Linked DNA regions of Gossypium arboreum: region 1 is linked to region 2. Evidence: chromatin contacts called from public Hi-C data. All regions are on one chromosome and are shown on one strand. The core of a region is the stretch at or near the end of the contact, and the rest is flanking DNA. Distances in the headings are between cores, read along the strand shown. Region 1 holds the start of LOC108452005 (probable indole-3-pyruvate monooxygenase YUCCA10). Region 2 has its middle 77 kb from the start of LOC128279619.

Region 1 (3,756 bases), core at 1,094-3,593, 200 kb after region 2:
TGTTGAATTGTGAAATATTAAACATATTTTCTCAAAAGTTTACTTAAGGTAAAATCATCAAAGTTTCACCGAGGTAAAATCATCAAAATTTTGCTAGGGAAAAATAGGAATGAGAAAATTGTTTAATATAGAATATTAAAGTTTATTTTGGAAAATAGAAAAATATGTATTGGGTTAGGTTAAATTATAAAGTATTGGTTTAAAATTTCAGAAAGCACATATAATTAGATCTAATACAATAAGAGGCCCAAATCTCCATCATAATACATATGAGGAGAAACACATCCTATTAGCCCTTCTCACTCTTCTAGTTGGACTAGGAAGTTGTTTTTCTATTTGAAATAGACCTCTACAATTCAACAAGGGTTCTACCTTATTTCCCTATAAATAGATGGCACCAGTAGAACTATACATACAACTTTGAAAAGTTGTTACTCTGCTGAAAAATAGAGAGAATTTTTTCTCAACTATCAAATATATTTTTTCAAAATAATAGTTCTACTGGTTTCTATTAAAGAAGAGAGAATTTTCATTCTCACCATAAATAAAAGAGAGAACTTTTTTTAGTTCTATGTTTCGATTTAATGGGTTTTAGCTCACACTCGACATAGTTCGTGGTACGAGAATAGCAAGGAAGATCATTTTGTTGAAAGTCAGAAACAACGAATATCCGCTAAACAAAAAACACATGTATGAATTCGGATAGGGTTTATTGCTATAAATATCACAAATCGAGTCGATTTACAAAATTTTAATTTCCTGATGTGCAAGAAAATCGTTTTGAAACCAGATATTTTCCAATATAGTAAGCTCTTGTGAACGAGATCTACAAAGAGTAAATGATTCGAGTTAGACAACGATAGAGACATAAGTTGAGCAAATGTTCTGAAGGGTGGAACAATGTGACAGAGAGGCTAGTTGGGAATCAATTGAAGAATTGAGACAGCTCCGGGAGAAATCAAACCAGTGTCATTTCAAAGACGCTAGGAGGGCATCGCAAGAATGGATGGGGAATATTGTCACGGGCCGCAGATCAAAGTTCGTGAAGGATGCGCACAGAGTGTCTCATGGAGGTCAACTTATTTAATAGGGCCCATTTGACCCACTTGAACTGGTCTGATTCGTGAACTCATGGAGAAGCCTATCTATTTTATGCCATGGTGGCCCAATGAAACACTCTAGTAAAACTAGAGTTATCATGGTAATTATTGTAAATCCTAATGGATAAAGAGGTATAAAGCTTAAATCCCTTAGGACTCTCATTTTGTATATAGACATTAATCTAAATCGTTGATGTAATTTGATTTGTAACATTTGGATCTAAGGGAGCTCAACTATAAATAGAGCTCTCCCCCTTTATTCGTAATCATTTCATTCATAGTTATTGAATATTATTAAGAGAATTTACTCAAACATTTGGTGTGAAATTGCTTTCTTATGGCTTTTTTGTTTCTTCATTGCTTATTTATCTTTGAGTTGCTTTTGTTTTATTTCGGTACCTTAGAGAAATTCCTTTGTGATTTTTTATTTTCGAGAACTACGCTAACTTAGGCGGATTTGAAGCAAAGAAATTACCTAAGGCCGTATGAGTTGTGAGACTAAAGTTCTAGCGCCATGACAATTACAGCTACTTCCTTGTTGCCAAATTTAATTTTCACCTTATTAGGTTGTGCAATATTCTATATTTATTTATATATATTTAAACAAAAGCTATTAATATAAATATTAATGAACGGTAAAAAATTATTGTGGGTTTAAGTCCATTCCAATTGGCAACTTTATTGATTCAGTATTGACTCAATTGATATTATGCTATTGTAAAAACAATAAGGATGTGAATTTGAGTGCGCGTAAACGTGTTCTTTCTTCATTTTAAGGATTCAGAGTGTTATGGATACTTAAATAAAAATATGCATTGTATAAGATTTTGCAATAGCTTTGTTGACAATTAGATGTTATATAAGATGGATGTATATTTTAAAAAATATAAATATATGTATTTAATAGTACAAATAACACACAAATCTATGATTATTGTATTTAGTAATTAGGTAATGATAATAAAAAAATAAGTTTAGTAGTTTTGGTTCGTAACTTTAAGGATTGATTATCAATCTGGTGTACTTGAATTCAGAGAAAAACAAATTCAAGTTTATAATATAAAAGAAAATAGGGCAAAAAAATAAAAAAACTTAACCACCGAATAAGAGATGATCTCATCAAAAAAAATGATATCGAAAGAAAGAAACATTAATTATTTAAGCAATTTTTTTCTAATATTAATTTTGTCTTATACGGTAATCGTAGTATAAAGCTACAACCCCCATCCATGTTTCCATTGCCCATCCTTCCTTCCCTGCTTTCAAAACAAAGCCAATTTATTTAGCTTTTCCCTTTCTGATTGGGGCACTGCAGAAAAACATAAGCAATATGCAAGAACAACCGGTCATTATCATCGGAGCCGGCCCCTCAGGGTTGGCTACCGCCGCTTCCCTTAACCTCCACTCAATCCCTTACATCCTCCTCGAAAGAGAGGATTGTTTCGCTTCCCTTTGGAAGAAAAACGCCTACGATCGTCTCCACCTTCACCTACACAAGCAGTTCTGCCAGCTTCCCCACCTCCCTTTCCCTCACTCTTATCCCCGTTTCATCTCTAAGCAACAGTTCGTATCTTATTTGGACGACTACGTTTCTCATTTTAAGATCACCCCTCTGTACTGTCGATGCGTTGAGCTGGCTTTGTTCGATGAAATAACCAAGGAATGGATCGTCAAGGTCAGGAAGTTGAGTTCCGGCGAGGTCGAGGAGTTCAGGGGGAGGTTTTTGGTCGTCGCCAGTGGAGAAGCAACCGACCCTTACACACCTGAGATTGAAGGACTGAAATCTTTTCCTGGAGATGTTCTTCATTCAACCCAGTTCAAAAATGGGAAGGCGTTTAGAGACAAGAACGTTTTGGTTGTTGGGTCAGGCAATTCCGGCATGGAGATCGCCATGGACCTTGCGAATCACGGTGCCAAAACATCCATCGTCGTTCGCAGCCCGGTAAAAAGAAGAAAAAAGAAACAAGATACTACCTGGATCTGATTATTTGAAATTCAAATCATTGAACTGTATGTTTGTGTGGGGGTGCAGGTTCATATACTTTCGAGGGAAATGGTGTACTTGGGGTTGAATCTGTTGAAGTATATACCATTAAACATGGTGGACTGGTTGATGGTCATGCTTAGCAAGCTGGTTTACAGGGAGTTGAGTAAGTACGGGCTTAGCAGGCCTAAGGAAGGTCCATTTTTCATGAAAGTTGCCAACGGCAAGTACCCTGTTTTGGATGTAGGAACCTATAGTAAGATCAAGTCCCGGGAGATTCAGGTAAAGTCCATATCTTTTTCAAGGAATTTAAGAATTGCCCTACAATTTTCCTTGCTTTTTTCTTTCTAGTCTTGTACTAGGAACTCATAATTATTACAAATCTTTCCTTATGCAAAACTAAAGTATACTAATTAATTGCGGACCTTCAACTATAACAGCATAACCGCTTTCTATTTTATATTTAAATTATTTTTGTTTTCTTTTGATCGCTGAATTATCAATTTTTCATATTTTATAATGGGTAAAATTAGACAAACAATTTAGGGATGGTTATATATTTTATGATAAAAAATTTATAATTTTAATAGTTTTAATATTTTAAAAATTAAATTAACTTTTATCATTTTAAACACTCAAAATGTACTTATTTAAAAATTTTATAAAATAACT
Region 2 (3,970 bases), core at 1,180-3,679:
ATGAATGCAAAGAGTTGTGAAATAGTAAATTGTAGTAAATCTACTTGGGACAGCAGCTGTAATGTGATTTTGGAAAATCACCATAAATTGTGAAAGTGGAGTTAGAAGCTGAATAAACTATGTAATTAAAAATTAATGAGTCTAGTTTCAAATGAAATCAACGAGAACATATTTTGACTTCTGTACAATTAGAAATTTGATTCGTAGTAAAGGGTGGTCAGATTAGTCAAACAGTGAAACAGGGGAAATTTTAAGAAAAATCTAGTATTTATTGGCCAAACTAAAAATTCTGAAAATTTTATGGATAAAAGATATATGAGTCTATTTTCAGGGAAATTTTACGGCAATTGATTTGGAATTTCGTAGCTCCAGTTATAAATAATTTGGTGACTGTTGCTCAGGAAGACAATTTATTGTGAATTTCTGATTATGTGGTTAACATTGATAAAAATTTGTTAATGAGTTGCTTAATGTTTTCTTAAAAACTTAATATGATCTATATGTGTGAAAGTCGAATATATATATTATATTTCTGAAGTAATGCTTGAATAGTCGAATAATGACTGGTTTAAAATTTTTGAATTTAAGCTCAAGAGCAAAGAGGGTCGAAGTTGGATAGGGGAAAAGAGAAAGTAATTGAGTAGCCTTTCCGCAACCGTTCAAGTATATCCGAGGTAAGTTTTGAATAGTCACATTTAGTACGTAATTGATAATGTCTTGATATGTGTATGATAACTGTACTACGATCTATTGAATCTATTTGAATATAGTTGATTGACAAATAATTTATGTTTAAGCTCCTCCCATTGTAACTGGCTTCCAATTTTCTCAGGTCTTCGTATGTTATGGGGGGTTTTGACCTGGTATGTATGTTTGTTTTTGTTTGTGTTTTAAGTTACTTATTTCCTAATTTTTCTTTCAAATTTTTATTAATATGCTGAAATGGTAAACCCCTTGTAAAAGGATAAAATCTCCTTACATGATCATCATCCCTCACCATTCTGCCAACATAGAAGGGTTAATGGGGAGGTTTTTTTTTTTTTTTGGTGAAATGAAATCTCTGCTCGTAAACATCCTCAGTTTAAAAAAGTGAAAAAGTACAGATCAAACATTTCAAAGGATTTTATTCAAATTTATTTATTTTATAAACAACAATCCTTGCATTTACAGTCTAATTCCAATTATAAAGATAAATATTACAAAGATACAAATTTAATAAAAAATTGCATTTAAAAAAATTTGCATCTGTAACAATTTGAAAGGCATTTATTTGAACGCGTGTAATATCTCAGATTTAGAATTTAAGATGTATCCTAAAATCAAATTAAAAAAATAGATACTCACTTTGAATAGATTTATTATTTTAATCACTAAAAGTTTTTGTTCCGCTCTAAATTTAGTATAAATTATCCATTAATTCCGTATATGAAAACGCACCTTTAGGTTAAATTTGATTAATTTCTTTTTGAAGTGACTAACGACAGTACACAAAAAATCACAAATAACTCGAATCATTTGAATTTTAATGTGATTTGAAATTTGAAGTTTTTAAAAAAGTTGTAATAAAATCATTTCCAAGTTGACAAAATGTGGAAAAATAACATAAAATAATAGCAAGTCGACCCAAAAAAAAATGTAAATCAGAGTATTTTAAAAGAAATTGATAAATTTAGGGGAAGAACAACTTCGAAGGAGAATAATAGTTGAAAATAAATAAGGAAAAGCCTCAGATTAGCATATTGGCACATTCATCAAAGCAAACAACAACCCATGTAGATGGATCTACACGGTGCGCTTTATTTGTTGTTGCAGCTCTTGCCCATTTCTTCTCCTCATCAGCCTTTTTTTTCCCCAAATCGTAATAAATAAATTAAACAAAAACAAATCCACTGATAATTTCCAAAATATTTTCATAAATTTGAAGAAAAAACATTAATAATAAAGTCAGGTAATATTTTCAAAACTCACTTAAAAGCAAGATGGTCGCTAGAAAAATGAAGATCGGTTGCCATCAGCGACTGGAGAAGATGAAATCAAAAGGGAAGATTATATAGAAGCTATGCGGGGATTAGGTTTAGGGGCGTAGGGCTTTTTGATTTTATCAGTTCGAAACTTTGCCGGCCTTTCGGTTAGCGCTTAAAAATTTTGGTTAATTATCTTTGGGCCTTTTCATGTTTTATTAGGAATGTATTTTTCAGGCCTATATACTGCCACCACTGCTATAAACAAAGGAATTGGGTGGGCTCTTCATGCCCAAGGGACTCCTCATTGCTTCAAATGGGTCCTTCTCTATGATTTTATGGTTAGGTCTCTCTCCCACAAATACTAAATTGATAGATCCAATCTCACTTTTTCTTATATATATCTATGATTGAAGAAAGAAGCTCTTTGCTTTGTAGTTGATTGAATCATATACTCTTTTCACAGATAGAATTTAATCCCAATATTTGCATAAATATTGGGGAGCAGACACTAAGATAGAATAAGCCCATTAATATGCCCAATGTCTCTACTACAATATGATGATAGATTATTCCTCCCAGAATAAAAAGACTAAAATCTTCCACGTCTCTTGTTGGATTTATAGATTGTACCTTTCCAGTTAGCCCATATGGGTTGAACACCCATATTTCAAGACCATACAATCATGTTACATAAAATGCACCAAATCCAAAGCAAGCCACTTTTGAGAGAGAAAAATGAATTCTAAAAATCTTAGGCAAATCCAAAGAAGGTTTTCCTATACCCTCATCACAAAATTTTTTAGATACTAATATACCCAATGCCAGATAGCTACTAAGAAGCATAAGCTAGAAAACACAATATGTACTTTGGCCACACCTTCTTAATTCCAAATACCCATATTTGTTATAGTCCCTCCTATAATACTCCAATCACCCCATAGATTGGTTATTATGGAAAAAAAAGATATGGAAATTAATTCCCAACAAATAAAAAATAAATGAGTGTGAGAGTCAAATGATTCGAAAGGTTCATGTTTGGTTTGGAAGGAACCATGAATTTTTTGAAATAAAAAAAAAGAATGAAAATATAATCTACTTTAATTAAGTGATTTATTAGATGATCGAAAAGAGAGGATCTTGAATACTATTTAAAATTCATAAGAATTATGTCGAGGTTGGCTATTGAACGGCTGGAAAAGGCTTGGGTTTGCTTACAAAAAGTAGAAATGGAGGTAGATCAATTTGAGTGAATAGATACTCTGAGATAGAACGGGAAAAATTAAATTTGATTGATTCAACTTATAAGATTTTAGGACAATTAAAAAATTAAAAAAATGAAACTATTTATTTGAACAACAAAAAGCGATTAATCAAGTTCAATAATGAATTTTCCAACAAACTTTACAAGGAGCTCTAGGAACTTTGAATAGTTCTTTAAATAGTGAATTACATTTATGCACCATAGCGCTAATATTGACTTGTTTGGGGGTGATGAAAGAAATAACCCTCCCAACAACATTGTCTTTAATATTCTAACTTTGAATTTTCTCCCTAGAGTGCAATGTTATTTACAACTACATCCAACACTTGCTGTGTAATCTAAAAATTTAGTTCATCTATTTTTTAATTTAATAACTAAATTCTAATTTATAATATTGCTAGAGATTAGATTATGTAGTATTTTATAAATCCTTGGAGAAGAGTGCAACAGTGCGGCCTCGCTGATGGGCTCAATCCTTGGAGAAGAGTGTGGTCCTGCTTTAACAAACCCATTTATGGCCAACCATTGGGGTGGGGAGGAGAGAAGGAGGACCACCCACAAATATTTATCCATTTATTCAACTTTCGTATTAAAAAAGTTGATAAAAACTGCTCCTATCCTACAGTTGAAGTTGATAACTCAATTCCAAAGCTAACATTTGGTATAAACGGATCCACGAGACTGATGTCTGATGTTTGCACACTTTACCATTGTAGCAAATGAAATGATGCTACGCTTTAACAAT

What was found. A called contact is a pair of places that touch in the nucleus more often than the background predicts.
Region 1: a contact with region 2 is called in a Hi-C map of leaf, with 2.7 times the contacts expected there. The contact joins the promoter of LOC108452005 here to the enhancer-like site in region 2. A contact is called at or near these places in 2 of 5 Hi-C or Micro-C datasets (both in leaf).

Annotation. Positions count from the first base shown.
Region 1 is chr8:127,261,206-127,264,961 of ASM2569848v2, forward strand. It overlaps LOC108452005 (probable indole-3-pyruvate monooxygenase YUCCA10), which reads left to right and starts at 2,344. Exons shown (of 4, transcript XM_017749733.2): 1 at 2,344-3,042; 2 at 3,133-3,366. The coding sequence starts at 2,431.
Region 2 is chr8:127,058,907-127,062,876 of ASM2569848v2, forward strand. No RefSeq gene overlaps it. Among protein-coding and RNA genes, the nearest start is that of LOC128279619, 77 kb to the right of the region's middle. Within about 2 kb of position 2,430, at least 2 of the 2 cell types and tissues checked have an H3K27ac peak or open chromatin away from gene starts, as enhancers often do. A contact at or near this core is called in leaf, where this site is marked.